2 separate regions of the Gossypium hirsutum genome follow, and region 1 is linked to region 2. Evidence: chromatin contacts called from public Hi-C data. All regions are on one chromosome and are shown on one strand. The core of a region is the stretch at or near the end of the contact, and the rest is flanking DNA. Distances in the headings are between cores, read along the strand shown.

The links. Hi-C and Micro-C count contacts between places; a contact is called where the count stands out from the background.
Region 1: a contact with region 2 is called in a Hi-C map of hypocotyl, with 5 times the contacts expected there. The contact joins the promoter of LOC107951744 here to the promoter of LOC107951747 in region 2. A contact is called at or near these places in 16 of 34 Hi-C or Micro-C datasets (anther, callus, fibers and 4 more).

The regions. Positions count from the first base shown.
Region 1 is chrA02:96,499,393-96,504,063 of Gossypium_hirsutum_v2.1, forward strand. LOC107951744 (putative disease resistance protein RGA3) reads left to right here and starts at 1,508. Exons shown (of 1, transcript XM_016886883.2): 1 at 1,508-3,418. The coding sequence starts at 1,508. The coding sequence ends at 3,418.
Region 2 is chrA02:96,063,023-96,067,749 of Gossypium_hirsutum_v2.1, forward strand. It overlaps LOC107951747, which reads left to right and starts at 2,886. Exons shown (of 7, transcript XM_016886884.2): 1 at 2,886-3,418; 2 at 4,035-4,136; 3 at 4,419-4,533. The coding sequence starts at 3,294.

The DNA of each region.
Region 1 (4,671 bases), core at 258-2,757, 430 kb after region 2:
GCCCAGGCGAAATGGGCTTTCTACACCAATTTGTGAAAAAATAAAATAAAATAAAATAAAGAACACAAAAATTTTTATGTGGAAACCCTTTTGGGAAAAAATCACGGGCAGAGGAGAAAAAAATACTATGTCGAATTCGAATTATTATAAGAGGAATAGACTATGTCTATTTATAGGCTTGTAAAGCCTTATTCTAGTAAGACTGAAACATCTTATTCTAATCAATATAGAATAGATGGAGTTTAATAAGGTTTAAAAAAATCTTATTCTAAAATAAAATAAGTGTAGTTCTATATGAATTTTACTTTTATTTTATTTTACCAGTGTATTTTATTTAAATAAGGATTCGGGACATCAAGGTTGAAATTTTAAAATTCAAAAAGTAAAAGCACTAAAAATAATCAAATTGGAGAATAAGAACTAAATCCAAAGCTTAAGTATAATATAAAACTAATAGCGAACTAAATCCAAAGCTTAAGTATAATATAAAACTAATAGCAAAATTTCATCTAACCGATTGTATCATTTGGGTGAAGATAAAAAAATTAAAAATCAAAAAATTTAAAGATTAAACTTAATCAAATTAAAGTATAGAAATTAAATAAACAATTTATATATATTACATGGTCTAATAACAAAATTGTATAAAATATTAGAGTGAGAGATTGTACGTGACAACCATAATTAACATAAAAAATCAAATAGGTGTACATTAGCTACTGACTATATAATTATTAATAATGGTTAGAGGCACCGTTATACCAACGAAAAGAAATAGTCAAACGCACCGGACATTCGTAAATTTAAAATTCTATTCTATGTTCATACATGTTTTTAAATTTAATCTTTTAATTCACAAAATTAAATGTCCATTATTCTCTTCATTTTCGATCACTCTCTTCCTTACTTGATTCCATTAATAACCCATCATCACAGAAATTAGACGTATTCCCCCGTTCCCAGCGGTCATGGCTTAATACTTTGCCTTCAACATAACTGAAAACGTCCTTTCTAAACTAACCAAAATTGCCTATCAAGAAATCAGCCTAGGTTGGGATGTTCACAGGGACCTTGAAAAGCTTCAAAAGACTTTAACTACTATTAAACCTGTGCTTTTAGATGCTGAACTAAAACAGGTTGATGACAATCATCTCCGGGTTTGGCTACAAGAGTTGAAGGATGCTTGTTACGATGCAGAAGATGTATTAGATGAGTTCGAAATTCAAGCATTGAGGAAGCAGCTTCTGAAACAGAGGAGCATTGGTAAGAAGGTAAGCTATTTCTTTTCAAGCTCAAACCCACTTGCTTTTCGATTTAAGATGGCCCATAAGATTAAACAACTCAAATCAGAGATTTCATGAGATTGCTGCTTTGAAAAATAATTTTCATCTCGTTCAGAGACATGTTGGCCCCAAGGCACAGCCTGCGCTCGGAGAGGGAGACCCACTCCTTTGTGCAGAAATCAGAGGTAATTGGCAGAGATGATGAGAAATGAAGAATTGTAAAGATGTTGACGCAGGATGATCCAGCTGATGAGGAAGACATACCCGTCCTTCCCATAGTTGGAATTGGAGGCATGGGAAAAACGGCCCTTGCCAAACTGGTTTTCAATTATGAAGCTGTGGATGCTCACTTTGAGTTGAAACTGTGGGTGTGTGTTTCCTATGATTTTGATCTGAAACGATTAGTAGTAAAAGCCATTAAAGCCGGAAAAGGTGGTGATGGAGACCTTGGAAGCATGTATTTGGAGCAATTACAGAAGGCCTTGCGATATTCCTTGAATGCTAAAAGGTATTTGCTTGTTTTAGATGATGTGTGGAGCGAGGATAATAGAAAATGGATGGAACTGAAACAGTTGTTTGCAGGAGGAGCTGTCGGAAGCAAAATTGTAGTCACCCCTCGGAGTAACCAAGTTGCAAAGATCTCAGGCACAATCTCCCAACACCATTTGGAAGCTTTTCCGTACGACAAATCTTTATCTTTGTTTCTGAAATTCGCTTTCAAGAAAGGTGAAGAAAAACAACATCCAAACCTTGAGGAAATTGGAGAAGAAATTGTTAAGAAATGCAAAGGGGTTCCTCTAATATTGAAAACATTGGGAAGTTCACTTTTCTCCAAAACTTCAGAGCAGGAGTGGAAAGTTTTTAAAGATAGTGAGACGTGGGAATTAATGGAAAAGGAAAATCAAATATTTTCAATTCTGAAACTAACTTACGATCAACTGTCTCCTCAGCTGAAGCAATGTGTTGCTTATTGCTCACTCTATCCAAAGGATACTGATTTTATAAGCTTTGGTCTAATCCAATTTTGGATGGCACTTGGTCTTCTTGAATCCTCCCATAAAAATGAAAATCCCGAATATATTGGTAAGCGGTATTTGAATGACCTGCTGCCACGATCTTTCTTTCAAGATTATGATTTGGCATTTTTCTTTGATGCATTCAAAATTCATGATCTTTTACATGATATTGCATTATCAGTGGCAAAGAGTGAGTGTTGTATAGTCAACACTTTTGAGCAAAATATTGCCACAGGGATCCGACATGTATGCCTTACTAACTCTGATTCTTCCGAGGAAAATGCTTCCAAATTCCTTGGTAAATTAGGGCATTTGCGTACGCTTAGGCTTCCAAATTTGAGAAACGGTCCAACCAGCGAATCCTTTATTGAAAAATGTTTGAAGAGGTTCCAACATTTGCGAATGCTTGATCTTTCTGGGTCTACTCTCGAGCTATTGCCCAGATGGATTGTTAATTTGAAGCATTTAAGATTTCTCGACATTTCCAACTGTCCCAACATCAAGAAACTTCTCAACTCCATTTGTAAGTTGCAAAATTTGCAGACTCTGTTTTTAGATGGTTGTGACCAAATTGAAGAGTTGCCTAAGAATATCAGGTACATGATCAGTCTCAGATTTTTGTTATTAGCTACAAAACAACGAGATCTTCATGGTCATGGATTACAACACTTGAAATCCCTTCGAGTTTTAGCTATTTATGGCTGTGAAAATCTGGAGTATTTGTTTGATGGGATTCAGAAGCTCACATCTCTTCATACAGTATGGATTGTTGATTGCAAAAAATTGGTACCACTACCACATGGCTTGAAATACGTAGCTGCATTACAATCTCTAGTTATTGGGGCTTGCGAAAAGCTTGATTTGAGTACGGGACAGGGACTCAAAGAGAAAGAAGATTATAATGAAGAATACCTCGTTGATACATGTTTCAGCCTTCAATCATTGTACATCGCAGATTTGCCAAAGTTGAAGGCTCTACCCCAATGGCTTTTACGGGGATCCGCCAACACTTTAAAGAACTTAATCATTACAGGATGTGAGAACCTCACAACTTTAGCAGAGTGGCACAATCTCACATCACTTGAAAAACTTGAGATCAAGTGTTGCCCAAAATTATGAACTCTACCAAAAACCATGAAACGCTTCAAACAATTGAAGATTGAAGATTGTATTCTTTTTAGTCAAAGATGCCAACAAGAAATCGGAGAGGATTGGCCCAAGGTTGCTCATGCCTCTCGTGTAGTTTTGGATGGCAATACAATTACAGCTCCAGATTATTGATCAATCCAACCCCATGATTCTCTGTAAAATGATATTTATTTCAATTTCCATTCCTCCATTTCATTTATATTTTTACTTAAGAACACCATATTACAATGACCTTGTTTAATGTTGTTTTACAATTCATATTTGGGTTCATGACTATCTCTTCCAATAAGATTGCGTCCAAGATTTGAACATCCATTCTTCCCTTGGAATGTAATGTGTCTTACAACTACACCCAACTCTTGTTAGTCGATACTCCAATCTTGTTAATTAGACTACAATAATAAATAAATAAATAAATAAATAAATAAAGCTTTTCAATGTAAAAAACTACAATAGCAAATATATATGTTATATTTTTAGAAAGTCAAATTCAAATTCCCTTTATGGTGTGTTTAGACATCACAAAGTAATCGGTCTCTTGTAATTACAAGGAATTATAATTTCCTAGATGTGTATGGTTGGAAAAGTAATGCAAGCATCAAGGCCCAACAAAACAGATCATGGATGTGATGGGCTTTCTCTACCTTAAGGCACAATAATGAGGTCGAAGGTGAAGCAAATCAAGGCAAGACTAGACAAGAGTATCCAAGACTTCATCATGAAAGCCTTACATGCACATATGAGGAAAAAAAATCAATATTCACTTTCTTGTTTTCAAAAAAATCAAGAAACCAACTATTGATCCAATTCTGTTATTTTTTATGTTTTCAAGAATAAAAAAAATTCAAGATTTGAAATCTCAAAATTCTTGGTCCAAGAAATCAAATCTTGAAACTTGTGTGCAATGGATCACACTTCTGAACTTGAACGAGACCAATCTTGTAACCAATAGATCACAAGTTATGTTCATAAAATCAACCCATTGGGACGTCCATAAGCCCATGATGATGTTTTATGAAGGACTTAATTGAAAATTTGGCCAAACATGTGAAAGTTGCCCATTTGTAACTTACTTTAATATTTTAGTCCAATTTTAATTCAATAAATGAATCACCATGTACATTCGCCCCAAGTATGCCCATTGGCATGCCTTGGATGAATTTCCTTAATCCACCACACTTAGAAATATTTTTCATATTTTATTTATGTTAGTAGTTAGAGTG
Region 2 (4,727 bases), core at 1,636-4,135:
ATATAAATTGTACTTTATGAGATATTTGAAACCTTGTGAAACAGGGCCAGAGTGATTTCTAGATCCTCTGTTCTGACTTTAAAAATTCATAATAAATTGTAAAAAAATAATTAGAAGTCATTATTTATATTTACAGATTCCTTATCGAGTCTAGTTTTAAGAGAAACAAATCTCGTAGTCATTGAAATTCTGTATAAAGAGATATCTGATTCGTAATACACAGATGTCAGAGCAGTCGAACCCTGAAACAGGGGAGAATTTAACTAATAAACTGTACTAATTGGCCCAACCAAAAATTCTAGAAAAAAATTATTAAATAGATATATGAGTCTAGATTTAGGGAAAATTTACGAATCTTGATTTCGAGTTTCGTAACTCGAGATATGATTTTTCTTGTAACTGTGACGCGAGTAGCAAGAAAGCTGTGAATGTAGAAACAAAAGATTTGAAGTTCTTAATTTGATAAATTATATTCGGTAACTCCTCAAGCTTGACTCCGGCGACGGTTTCGGGCGTGGGGGCGTTACACACACAGCTGTGTGAGTCCGACGGTCGTGTGCCAAACCGTATGAGCCACATGACCGTGTGCCAGACCATGTGAGCCACACAACCGTGTACCCACACAGTCTGGGTTATTTGGGCCGCGTGGGCCCATTTTCTAAAAATTGTCACTTAAGGCCAATTTGATCTGTGATTCATATTTAGACTCTTTGTAGGGTCCATACTGCTTAAATAAGACTTGAAAATATGATATCTGTTAGCATGCTTCTATATGCGATATGATTAAGGTATGTGAATTATATATGTATGATTTGTGTACTAACAATTCTGAAAGCATGATTACATACAAAAAACATGCATGACATTTGTATATTGAATTTTTGTTAGTATGTACACGTGCATTGGGTTGGGATGTGATATGGCGGATGAAGTGTTGGCATTTTAATTATCTGCCTTATCTGGTGGTTTAAAACCACATAAATATGTTCTAGTGGCTCAGCCACATATATATGCTTCTAGCGATTTACCCCATATTATTAATCGGCAGCTTGATTGCACTACTTCTGAAAAGTGACATACGCTCACTTATTGGTGTATGGGGTTGGATGAGTACTTGAAACTCTAATTGGTGTGTAAGGATGGACGGGGATGGTGTGCAGTAGATGGGGGTAGGGTCTGATTCTGCATCTACTTCTATTAATGAAAATATATCTGATTTTGTATCTGAGCATAAATTGAAATATTATCTGTTAATTTATATGTGTATGATTTGTTGTTTGAGATGTGTTACACACTGAGCCGTAAGCTCACTTTCTATTTTCTTTTCTTTCAAGTAACCAATAGACTTAGGACGGATCGATGTGGCGGCAGCTCGGTTAAAAATTGTTGGTCTTTTTTTAATTATTTTGTTTAGTTTAAATATTATTTTCCATTGGATAGTTTTTAGACTTTTGAGGACTGTTTATATTTTGGATTTTATTTTTCATTTTGAACTACTATAATGTTTTAGATTATTTTAATTCAAACTGCAATGCATTGAACTTCAAAATCAAATTATGATTTTCAAAATTCTGTTTTAACTTAAGGTTTTCGCTGCAAAAAATAAGTAATTTTATGTATGTTTTTCTGGAATTTAAATGAAGTAACCGAATAAGGTAATTTTACTTTAAAAATTGGAAATACCATTATCGAGTATACTTCTACGAAATGTTTTCAAATTTTAGGTTTTTGTTTTTCAAAGTACGTATGTAATTCCTTAGGATTTGTTCATAACGTCTAGGCTGAGTATGAGGTGTTATAAAAACACTAACAGTGTTAAATTTATTTTTTTTGTTATGCTACAAAAATATAGTCAGCGTTGGAGGAAATTCATGTTAAAAAAATAGGAATTGAGCTATGCTTAACGAATTAATATTAAATAAGAAAAAAAGAGTTTTAAAAAATCTAAATGAAAAGAAATTCATTATTTTCAATTAATAAAATAATTAATTAAAAAATAAAACTAAAAGTAATCGAACATATAAAATACAAAAAAAATATCATATTATGTGTCATATGTTGGTCATACATTGATTATTTTTGCTACCTCATAAAAAATAACATTGTTAGTATATTGGAGTAATTTGTAAAATGTTTGACAAGTTTAAGTACCAAACCGAACAAAAAAAAAGATTAGGTGCCAAATTAAGAAAAAGAGTCAAGTTCAGGTATCAAATTAGACCCCCAAACAGATTAAGTATCAACTTAAGAAAAAAAGTCAAGTTTAGGTACCAAATTAAGAAAAAGTGTTAAGTTTGGGTACGAAATTGGACAAAAAAAAGTTTGTACCAAATTAGAAAAAAAATGTCAATTTCAAGTACCAAATATTATATTAAGCCAATTTTTTTATTATATGATATTGAATCTTCTATGCTAAGATATTAAGCAATTAATTAATTTTATATTCAATTCCAAATAAAGCTCATATTTTTTCATTACTTTTTTCCCAAACAAAGAACAAATAAATTTAATTAATTGTAATTATTTTTTACTCATGTTTATATTATCAAAACAAGTTTAAGTTTAATTGATTTCGTTAAGGATAATCTCGAAATATAAAATAAAATTTTAAAATTTAAATAGAGATTAAATTAATTAAATTTATTATTATAATAACAAATTAGTTGATATTATTAACGGATAAAAAATTTAATAATTTATTAACTTAAAGGTTAAAAAAACCCTTAGTAAAAAAGTAAAAATACAATTAAGCTTTAAAAAAAATACAATTAAGCTTTAAAAAAAAATTCATCCCATTTAACCCTTATTATCCAAAAACAAAATCAACTGGACCCTTCTTTTTATTCTTTTCAGCTTCATGGTTATCGATCTATTCGAGCTAAATATATGAGATTTAAGTATTGTGTGATGAACGAAAGCGACCAAATTGCAAGGAATTAATTTTAAGTGAACAAAATAAAAAGACCCCCCTTACGTTAGGTTACCAACTAGCTAGAATAAAGAAACATTGTTTTCTTGCTTAGTGGTTAAGGCGTTAAGCTGATCCGGTGGTCAGCCCTTTCTCTCCTAACAGAGAAGCGGTAGTCAACACGGCGTCGCTTTTACTCCCACGTTAAAATCCCGTCAATTTTTACTTCTAAAGAAAGAAGAGAAGATAAGAAGGAAATAGGATCCTGTGGCTGTGGCTGTGGCTGTGGCGTTTATTTGTGTTGGAACTTCCAATTTCAATTTCAATTTCATTTTCATTTTCAAGTTTTATATTTTACGGCGACAAAATTAGAAAGGAGTCCACCATGTGGGTGGAGATCATCTGTGGACTTGTCTTTTACCGCTTGTTCCGCCGCTTCTTCTACGGCTCCGACGACGTTTTGGAGTTCGAAACCTCTGATTTTAATGCTATTTTCTCCGTCGCCAATAGGTGCTACTTTTACTCTTTCAACTTTTTTCTATTTTCATGATTTTCTAATAAATTCTCCCCCCCCAAAAAAAATAAAATAAAATAAAAATGAGAGCGATACTTTCTTGATTTTAGTAGAGCTTGTTTCTGAGCTGAGCTTGATTGTGCAAGTATTAAGTTGTAAAGGTTTGTTTGGTTTCATGGAGAATTGAATTCTTAGAATGAGTTTTGAAGTAGTGTTTACTTCTTTCCCATGGAAAAAATGTTGTAAATTGACACTTCTTTTGTTGTTGCTTTTATCAACTTGCTATTGGGCTTTGTGAGTGAAAAGGATTAATGCGTTTGAATGTGAAGAATTAAAAATTGATTTTCAGATCTTTTGAATAACGAAGTCCATGATTTTACTGTTATATGGAGCGGGATTTTGTGTTAATTCTCTCTCTCTTTTGTGTAGCACAATTCAAGTAGCAGAAGCAACAATCAAACATAGTCTTAGGTTATTTTGTTAGCTTATTTGCGACCAAAATTGACATTAAAGTTAAATTTAAAACGGAGTATTTCGGTAAGTTCTAAGTGGCCGTAATCAAATCCCTCCACTCCTCTACTAATTGCTTCTTTTGATGCATCTTCATTGTAGACTTGAAAAGCTTCATGGTGGAAAGGTGTATGTGGGGCTTCACATTCCGGATGTCAACACTGGCTCTCGACAGAATATCGATATTGTTCTTGTTACTAAAAGGTAAGGTGTTTATGCTTTGCCAGCTTCATTGCATTTGCTTTGAGTATGTTTTAGTAGCTATTAGTTATATATATTTTATAAAAGCTATAATTGCCTTGTTTAAATTGCGTACAAAGATGCTAATATCATTGAGAATGGGATTTTTAGTATTTTAAAGTTCTTTTTCTTATTTCTTATCTCTGTTTAATGTTGCAAAATTATGTAATCACTGGAGTTTCCGTTGATGTAAACTTTCTGGTGCTTTTTTATTTTACTTCTTGAAGTTTTGATCCATATGTGCAGAGAAGCAACAGTTATTTCTGTCCAGAATCTAGCAGGGTTCATTTCTATAAATGAGGATGGTAGCTGGACCTGTGAAGGTGGCAGTAGCCAAAGTGCAGTGTGTAATCCTGATCCCGTAAGTCACCATATCTACTTCTTCAGGAACTCAATATGTATTGCATGTTCGCATGTTTATTGTAGGGAGGGTGAATGTTGATTGCCATAAAAGGCTTTTCTGATGGGTTGTATTCTCAGTGTCACGATGCATATTAACTGCATTTATTTTCTGAGTTCTCACTCTTCTCTGTATTACCGGACATCTTTTATTGA